3 separate regions of the Mus musculus genome follow, and all the other regions are linked to region 2. The links are chromatin contacts, called in public Hi-C and promoter capture Hi-C maps. All regions are on one chromosome and are shown on one strand. Each heading gives the region's core, a stretch centred on a gene start, on an enhancer-like site or on the middle of the called end of the contact. The rest is flanking DNA. Distances are from core to core; before and after follow the strand shown. Region 1 overlaps Ank3 (ankyrin 3, epithelial). Region 2 holds the start of Cisd1 (CDGSH iron sulfur domain 1). Region 3 has its middle 22 kb from the start of Zwint.

What was found. Promoter capture Hi-C pulls out the DNA fragments that hold promoters and counts their contacts. Hi-C and Micro-C count contacts between places; a contact is called where the count stands out from the background.
Region 1: a promoter capture Hi-C map of liver shows a contact between it and region 2, with 5 times the contacts expected there. The contact joins the enhancer-like site here to the promoter of Cisd1 in region 2. A contact is called at or near these places in 2 of 39 promoter capture datasets (both in liver), 3 of 484 Hi-C or Micro-C datasets (embryonic stem cells and liver) and 2 of 115 datasets of contacts at active chromatin or transcription factors (hepatocytes and pancreatic cancer cells).
Region 3: a Hi-C map of the G1E-ER4 cell line shows a contact between it and region 2, with 2.5 times the contacts expected there. The contact joins the enhancer-like site here to the promoter of Cisd1 in region 2. A contact is called at or near these places in 8 of 39 promoter capture datasets (the 3T3-L1 cell line, cranial neural crest, embryonic stem cells and 4 more), 6 of 484 Hi-C or Micro-C datasets (the G1E-ER4 cell line, embryonic stem cells, pre-pro-B cells and 1 more) and 6 of 115 datasets of contacts at active chromatin or transcription factors (astrocytes, embryonic stem cells, large pre-B cells and 1 more).

What each region holds. Positions count from the first base shown.
Region 1 is chr10:69,929,049-69,932,105 of GRCm38.p6, reverse strand. All of the region lies in intron 25 of Ank3 (ankyrin 3, epithelial), which reads right to left. Among named protein-coding and RNA genes, the nearest start is that of Gm33361, 9.0 kb to the right of the region's middle. Within about 2 kb of position 1,430, at least 29 of the 459 cell types and tissues checked have an H3K27ac peak or open chromatin away from gene starts, as enhancers often do. A contact at or near this core is called in hepatocytes, liver and pancreatic cancer cells, where this site is marked.
Region 2 is chr10:71,343,382-71,346,102 of GRCm38.p6, reverse strand. Cisd1 (CDGSH iron sulfur domain 1) reads left to right here and starts at 1,254. Exons shown (of 3, transcript NM_134007.4): 1 at 1,254-1,379. The coding sequence starts at 1,349.
Region 3 is chr10:72,675,129-72,678,061 of GRCm38.p6, reverse strand. No RefSeq gene overlaps it. Among named protein-coding and RNA genes, the nearest start is that of Zwint, 22 kb to the right of the region's middle. Within about 2 kb of position 1,316, at least 10 of the 459 cell types and tissues checked have an H3K27ac peak or open chromatin away from gene starts, as enhancers often do. A contact at or near this core is called in the G1E-ER4 cell line, where this site is marked.

The DNA of each region.
Region 1 (3,057 bases), core at 181-2,680, 1.4 Mb after region 2:
ACGGCACTGAAAAGATTTGCTATCTGATAACACTAGTTTTCTTTTTTCTTTCTTTCTTTTTTTTCATGATTTACTTATTTTATGTGCATTGGTGTTTTGCCTCCATATACGTCTGTGTGAGGTTGTCGGATTCCCTGGAATTGGAGGAACACACAGCTATGGGCTGCCCTGTGGGTGCTGGGAATTGAACCCAAGTCCTATGGAAGAATTGCCAGTGCTCTTCACCACTGAACCATCTCTCTGGCCCCAACAAGAGTGTTTAAGAGGAAGGCTTTGTTAGAGGTGCCTCTTCCAGTCCGACTATGGCACTTTTTACACTTAGCTGGGACTGTGTCTGCTGAGGTAGGGTCTGTGAGTGAGTCATTGGAAATCAGCTCTGGCTTTGCATACTAAGAGCTCTGGTTTGGAGCTGTCTCTCAAGGACAGTTTCAAGAAGGGGAATAGAAACTGTTGTTGGTTGTATTCCAGTAGATATTCACATACCCTGTATTCACATCCTTCTTTTCCTTGGTTTGACTCTTTTCTTCTTTCTTCTCGATACTCTTATCCTTTCTAGACTCTCCCATAGACCGTCCCTGAATTTTTCAGGGTGCAGCCCACACTCTGCCTGTGTGGACCCTTAAACTGAAAGCCAGTAGATTATGAGGACATGGGAGGATGATTCTAAAATATCATCTTGGTTAAGGCTCCACATATCCACCTAAGTCCTGTGAAGCACGGTTATCACTAATCTGAGTCTTGGGTTAATGGCTTTCTCATGATCCTCTGGGAAGGAGGAGGATGGTGGCTTCGAGGAACAGCTCCAATATCCACTCTCGCTACTCTACTTAACTGGCAGGCTTTCAGAAAAGGATATTCTGTCACCTCTTTGTGACGAGGTTTCCCATCTAACCCTTCATGAAGCAGAGCTTCCGGATGGGAAAGAGCTGAGGTGAAGCGTAGACTTGACTCTCCTACCATAATATATCTCCAACTAGTGTTATACACACTGACCCCTTTTATCTTGGGGTCCTCATTGGTAATATCATGGTCCTCATAGAGAATGAGGACCATGGGAAATTAGTAGTTTGCTTTGTAATATTGCCTACTTAACTGATAACGAGTGTCCAAGCTGGAGTCATGGCATCTCTAGCAGTTGACTCAGTCAGATTTTGGCATCATCTTTGCCTTGTGCGCATGTGCAAGTGGGAAGCCAGCAAAGACTACAACAAGGAATACATGCCCGCTTTGCACAGTGGGATCTCCTCCCCAGTGCCTGCTGGCTGCAATATCATCAGCCATTACACACATCACTCTAAGTGCTACTACGCAGAGGCTGGGTCGTTCCTTCAGGACCAGAGTCTCAGCTTTCACTGAATCTCATGTTCATGGCTCTGACTCACAACTAACATTCATTCCAAGGCCGTTACCAAACATGCTTAGCAAATATTTACTGACTGTGTCCAGCGCCATCCAGGCACAGAGGCGCTTCCCCAGGAGGCCACGGGGCTGCATGGCCATGCTGGTCATGTGACCAAGCTTTCTTTCTCATCTTTTTTTCTTCATATTATTCCTCTTTCTAGACCCTTAGTATCTCTTCAATAAAGCTTTGCTTGAGCGCTTTCCTTCATTACTGTTCTTTTACTTTCTAAATCACACATTTCTGCAAATCAGGACCGGCATTACATGATACATCAGAGATGGGCCGTAGTTGTAGGCGTCTATAGGCAAACATTTAAAAGCTTTTAAGAGGGGTTACGTAATTGTGATCTTTCCCACTTTCAAATGTAAGCTTTGTGAATCCTTCGCCCCCCTGATTGTCCTTCAGTGGCAGCTGCAGGTCAGAGCTCAGACTTGGTTCTGACCACAGAAAGGCTTCAAGTTGTGATTCCTAAGGGAACCTACCAAGGGTCACCCCAACGCCCTGATTCACCACCGAACACTCGGGACCAGAAAAACGTTGATTGTTTACATAAGGGCATCTAGAAAGCTTTAAGTTGATTTGTTGTTATGTTTTGCTTTGCTTTTTCAAGACAAGATTCTTTGTGTAGCGTTCCCTGGCTGTCCTGGAACTTGTTCTGTACACCAGGCTAGCCTCAAACTCAAGAGATCCACCTGCCTCTGCCTCCAGAGTGCTGGGATTAAAGGCGTGCACCATCACCATATAGCCTTCAGTTGTTTTTTGACTATGGTCAGGAGATTATTTGTAGCCATCGTTGTAACTTAAGTGTTAGATGCAGGACCCGTTAGAAAACCGTGCTTCCTTGGGCTAAAACGTTATTAGGATGTCTAGGACAGCTCAAACAAGCAGCCACCAGCAAACAGACTGGACTTTTCTTTAGAACCAACAAACCCTTTTTACTTTGGTCATGCGTTCTATAAAACTTGTTAAGGGAGGGTGAACTGCTTAACTGTTCATTCACTATTATATAGGTAAGATTTCTTTTTCACAGATTTTTGTTTTTCCCCTTTCCCAAGCATAACTGATTTCCTAAAACAAAAAAAAAAAAAAAAAAAGAATTTTTTTAAAAAGCACATTGTAGGCTAGCACAGCACAGCACAGCACAGCACAAATGTCAAAAAACAAAAACCAAACCAAAAAAAAAAAAAATGGGAATATGGGTTGGGGACAGGCAGAGTAACACTACAGAAGCGCCACATTTCTTACCTTATCTTGGGACTATTTTAAGGTATTTTTAGAAAAAAAAAAAGTAAAACCAAGAGAAAAGGAATGTAAAAATAAAATAAAATCAGACAGGGAAAAAAAGAAAAAAAACAAATGTTATAGTTGAATGAATCATACAGTGAATGTCCCTTTAAATGTTACATTCAGGATAATTGACTTGATAATGCTTCAATGATATGCTTTAGAAACATTAAATTATTAATAATTTAAAGTGAAGAGATAGCTATAAACACACACTACGAAAAATATTTGCCTCTGAGCATAACATGAGTCGCCATGCGTACAAGTAACAGTGATCAGTAATGGCTCAGTCAAAATCAGAGACAGGAAATCCTTAACATTATCTTAAGACAAAAAAATAATTACAAGAGGCAGCACCCAGGTTTCATAGC
Region 2 (2,721 bases), core at 5-2,504:
ATAACAGTTCTTTAGAATTTCCTCTAAGCGGGGCGTGGTGGCGCACGCCTTTAATCCCAGCACTTGGGAGGCAGAGGCAGGCGGATTTCTGAGTTCGAGGCCAGCCTGGTCTACAAAGTGAGTGCCAGGACAGCCAGGGCTATACAGAGAAACCCTGTCTCAAAAAACCAAAAGAAAAAAAAAAAATAGAATTTCCTCTAAGGAGAGCAGAGCTGTATGGAGATCTCTGGAGATCGAAAACAGCTCTTCAAGAATATTTTCTTGAGAGAATTTCCGACTTGGTTTGAAGATCCAATAATTTTTTGTAGCAGTTTTTCCTGATAGCTTCTAGTTTTACTAGCAGAGAAAGCTATCTCAATCAGAATTTGTAAAATAGCAAGAAAATCTGTCTACATCAGAGCAGAACACAGAGAGAAAAAGAGAGAGAGACAGACTGAAGGAGGGAAAGAGGGCGGGCAATTTGGAAAGCCATCTTAGCAGAACCAAGGCCGCCAGCTTGGACCCAAGTCGTTTGTTTTCGCCGCTCCCAGGCACCCCTTCTCTCAGAACCCCTCTCCATGCAGAAGCTGGTCCTAGGCATCTAAGCCACTGCAGCCTTCTAAATCGTTTTTCTAAGTGGACAGTCTACTTATGTTTATTTATTCATGGCAATGCTGGGAATTGAAGGCAGAGTGTTGTGCATGTTGGGCAAACACCATACCGTTGTGAAAGCAGAGAGCCGCTGAGCTGCTTCACCAGCCGAAGCAAGTTGTTTTTGTTTTTGTCTTTCTGGGACTTTCTGGATGCATGAGTGGCAGGGTCAGAGGCTGAAGGGATGGAGGCCCAATGTGGCTAGAGGAAGCTCTAGACACAGCTCCATCGATGCCCGTGTGCCTGCACTGGCATCCTAAGGCAAAATCTGTCTTTGCGGGACCCACAGTGGAGCTGGTCAGATTTGCAGGACCCACAGCTGAGCTGGCCACACCTTGTGTAACTTATTACCAAAAGTCAAAGGATCGGCAGGCCATCGGCCGACAGTCCTGCAGGTACTTGTCCTGAGTCACCTGAAACGCTCTCAACTGGACCGACGGTAAAACCCGGCCTGGATAGGCTCGCCCGGGCGGCGCAGACGCAGTCACCGCCTTGGCGCCTAAGGCTATCCCGCGGTTGTCAAATCCTCACCCGTCTGCCGGGTTGGACCAGCTGCGCATGCGCGACTCTACCGGCGCGCCGGCACACGCGCTCCCAGCTTGCCGCGGCGCCTGCGCAGTGGCAGTGAGTGGGCCCCGAGGTCGCGTCTTGCCCAAGTCTCCGCGGTCCCCAGCGCTCGCTCGCGCGGTCCTGCCACGGCCTTCCTGCTGCCCGCGCCATGGGCCTCAGCTCCAACTCCGCTGTGCGAGGTGAGCCGCCCGCGGCCGGTCCCCGCCACCCTTATCCGGACTGTCACCTTGACCAGCACAAGGGCAGGCGCAGGCCTGCGGAGCGCTCGGGGGATGCTGGTGCGGGCCGGCATCCCGGCCCTGGACCACTTCCCGGGCCAGCCACGCTGTGAGCAACCAAGATAGCGGGGCGCAGTCCACCCCAAAACGCTCCTGCGCTTCCTGAGACCCTGACACCGGGGACTGGTCACGTCGTAGGTGTTTTGCTTTTGCTGGCTTTGTAATTCTAGGTAAAGAAACCCAATCCAAGGTCTTCAATTTCCAAGTTTCTTTCGTACTTTGCATCCGGCCGCTGGTGACAGTGGTCTGAGAAACCACTGAAAATGGCCTTTTTCCCTAGCGTTGAAAACAGAAGTTTGTAGAAATCTGACTAGAATTGAATTTGTGAAACTTGGCTAGTGTAAAGTCCCTGGTGATCAACTGTTAAAATTACTACAACCTGTGCGATATGCGTGACTGACTGCCCCGATATAAAAACGCCACACCCCAGGGTTTGGTTACTTCTAACCTTTAGTTGAGTAAAAGTAAAAAAATTAAATTACAGTGAGCCCCACTGATTCATTCAGCAAATAGGGATCGTCTATACTGCTCGGTTCTGTAACTATCCCTAACGTGACCAGTCCCCAACGTCAGGGTGTCAGGAAGGACGGGGGTTTTGGGGGGTGAACCGTGCCTCTCTAGCCTGGTTGCCCACAGGGTGACTGACTGGGGAAGTGGGACCTTAGTTTTGTAGTAGGTTGGTTCTATATACTGGAAAGTTCTACTTAATATCGACGAAACTGACTGGGCAGATAGGGAGAACAAGTTTTTTATTTTATTTTCTTAACATTTATTTGTGTGAGTGTGTCTGTACCTAGTGCCATGGCTTGTGTGGAAGTGAATAGATAACTTGTAGGAGCGGATTCTCTTCCACCCTGTGAGTCCCAGGGATCAAACCCAGGTCATCCATCTTGACAGCAGGCACCTTTTCCCACTGAGCCATCATGCTAAAGCCCATGCAGATAGTTTAAAAATACTACAGACAAAAAGAAATGATTCTCTGCAAACTTTATTTTAAAGGGTAGCCATTTGGGGACTCCTTTAAATGCATCCACTTTGGTGAACTTAAGTTTTCTTCGTGGTTTTTAAAAATCTGTTTTGTTTGTCTTTTTGAGACATGATCTCTATAGCCCAAGCTAACCTTGAAATCCTCTTGTATCAACCTCTGCAGTGCTGAACCTATATAGGCCTGCCATCACACCTGGAAAAACAGTGTTCTTGGTAATAAGACGGTTGCATAAAATAAAATGCTCACATGATTTGT
Region 3 (2,933 bases), core at 67-2,566, 1.3 Mb before region 2:
ATGGTTGGTTTTGAGCATCCACATCTGTATTGGTCAGGCCCTGGAGAAGCCTCTCAGGGGTCAGCTATACATCAGGCTCCTGTCAGCAAGCTTTTCTTGGGATCAGCAATAGTCTCTGGGTTTGGTGTCTGCACATGAGATGGATCCCTAGGTGGGGCAGTCTCTGGATGGCCTTTCCTTCACTCTCTGCTCTAATCTTTGTCTCTGCATTACCTTTAGACAGGAGCAATTCTAGGTTAATACTTTTGAGATGGGTGGGTGGCCCCATCCCTCAACTGGAGGGTGTGCCTAACCACTGGGTATGGTCTCTACAGGTTCTCTCTCCCCTTTGTTGGGTATTTCAGCTAATGTCATCCCTGTTGGGTCTTGGAAACCTCTTGCTTCCCTGACATCTGGGACTTTCTAGTGGCTACCCCCGGATCCCCATCCCCAATATTGAGAGTAGTGGAGTACACTCCTCTGTTCAATTTCCTGACCCTCTGTATTTCTACAGTCTCCTTCCACAGAATCCTGCCCTCTTTTCCCCTCCCCCTCCTCTCTCCCTCCAGAATCCTTCCCTCCCCACTACCTCCTGTAATTATTTTGTTTCCCCTTCTAAGTAGGACTGAAGCATCCACACTTTGGTCTTCCTTCTTCTTGAACTTCATATGGTCTTTGAGTTGTAGCATGGATATTCTGAGCTTTTTGCTTAATATCTGCTTATCAGTGAGTACATACCACATGTGTTCTTTTGAGTCTGGGTTATCTCACTCAGGATGATATTTTCTAGTTCCATCCAATTGTCAGTGAATTTCATGAAGTCATTATTTTTAATTGCCGAGTAAGTGCTGGGACATCTGGGTTGTTTTCAGCTTCTGGTTATTATAAATAAAGCTGCTATGAACATAGTAGAGCATGTGTCCTTGTTATATGTTGGAACATCTTTTGAGTATATGCCCAGACGTGAAATATCACAAGAGTCTTTAAGGGACTCTAAGAAAACTTCCTTCTGAAACTTCATGAGCTTCCATCATCTCACTACTCTCAATATTCTAAACTACCACAAAATAGCTCACTGAGCTCTGAGCACCCAATGGATTTTCCAGTCTAAATGTTTCAAAACCCTTCCACAATCCTGCTCAAAATATGTTCTTCTCTATCAGAAGGACACTTCAATCTCTGGTACCTTTTTGTTGTTGTTGTTCTGGTGGGGTTACTACCGCAGTAATAAAACACCATAACTAAAAGCAACTTGGGGAGGAAAGGGCTTATCTCACCTAACAGCTTGTAGTTCATCACCCTGGTGAGTCAAAGCTCAAAGCAGGAACTGAGAGGCCATGGAGGAGTGCAGCTTACTGGCTGGCTCCTTATCACTTGTTCAGCCTGATTTCTTAAAGCACTTAGATCATGGGGAGGGGCATGGATCATTATGAGCAGTGCTCTCTCATATCAATCTTCACTTAAACACACACACACACACACACACACACACACACACACACAAGGGTTTGCCACAAGCCCAACTAGAGGGAGCATTTTGTTATCTGAGGTTCCCCTTCCAAAAGGATTCTAACTTGTATCACCTTGACCTAAAGCTAGCCAGCACACCTCTTGGACTGAAAGGCTGCTGATAATGTATCAAAGACTGAGATATGTAGAATGTAGGTCTCTTGTCCATAGGACCCCTGGCTTTCTAGCAGCCATGATGATATGCTTATGAGACTCGTGCGAGTCTGTGAGGCAGTTCCTTTAAGCTTAATGAAAAGAGACTTCTTGAAGAAAGTGTCCTGTCGTGTCTAGAAGCCCATCGGGTGACACAGTGGTAACTGCAGGTAGAGTAGCTGTTAAGAGGGTTTTGTGGCTGAGTTAAGGCAGTGCCATCATCTGCTTCTGACCCCATTTGTGTCTCAAGCTGCCGAGGGAAGTTTTGCATCTAACCACAGGAAGCATTGGCCCACCAGATTTCTTGGAGTTGTTACACATATGCACCATAACCAGTTAGAAAGGACAGGAGTCCATTCAGCCTTCGCTGCTGCAGTGTTTCAGAATAGATTATGACTCTATATCTTTATACAAATATTGTCTATGTATCTCTAAACACATGTAGATCTGTGTTTCATTTTGAGTCATTCTACTGTGAATATAACTATTTTGTATTTAATCTTATTGAAAAGTTACCATAGTTTAAATCAAATAGAGAATACTGTGTATGAATGCTCACCTAAAAGTAGGCATCCAAAGGCTAAGGATAGAAGGGGAATTACCTAATATGTAGAAGACCCTGAGCTCAAGCTCCAGCAACGGTATACTAATTATTAATCAACAGCACATATTCAGTTTCTCAATTTAGGAGTAATGACTTCATTGGCAGTTGTGGCTTTTACATAACTAATAATTTACTTTCAAATGCAACAACTTCTAATTTCTTTGAACGGAGACTACATTACTGTAGATCTTTGACATTTTCAAAGACTAGATCCTACTACTGTATGCTGCACTTTTTGCTAACCATTTGGGTAATAGCATGATAATATAGTAATATATGCTCTAAGACCTAATTCCATAAATAACAATTAGAGAAAACAGTATAGTGTGGTCTGTGTCTGTGAGCCCATCCAACCTTGTTCCCACCACTGCCTCTTCCTTTACGTATTAGTCTTGTTTGCAACTTGTGTTTTAGCAAAATGCTAAATCATCACACAATACTGATTTACAAACAATCAACTCCACAAATGTTTACACGAGAGGAAGTATCCTGGCTGTTTTTAGATTCTTCTACAACTTTTTCCTTTCCAGAGGGCTGGAGTTACAAGGACATGCCTCGCTGCTGAACTTGCACATCAGTAAACATGCTGCACACTGAGCCCTTTTGGTAGAGGTCATTGGTTGAGTCCAGTATTCTAAATACTTTTTTTTTTTTTTTTTTTTTTTTTTTGGTTTTTCGAGACAGGGTT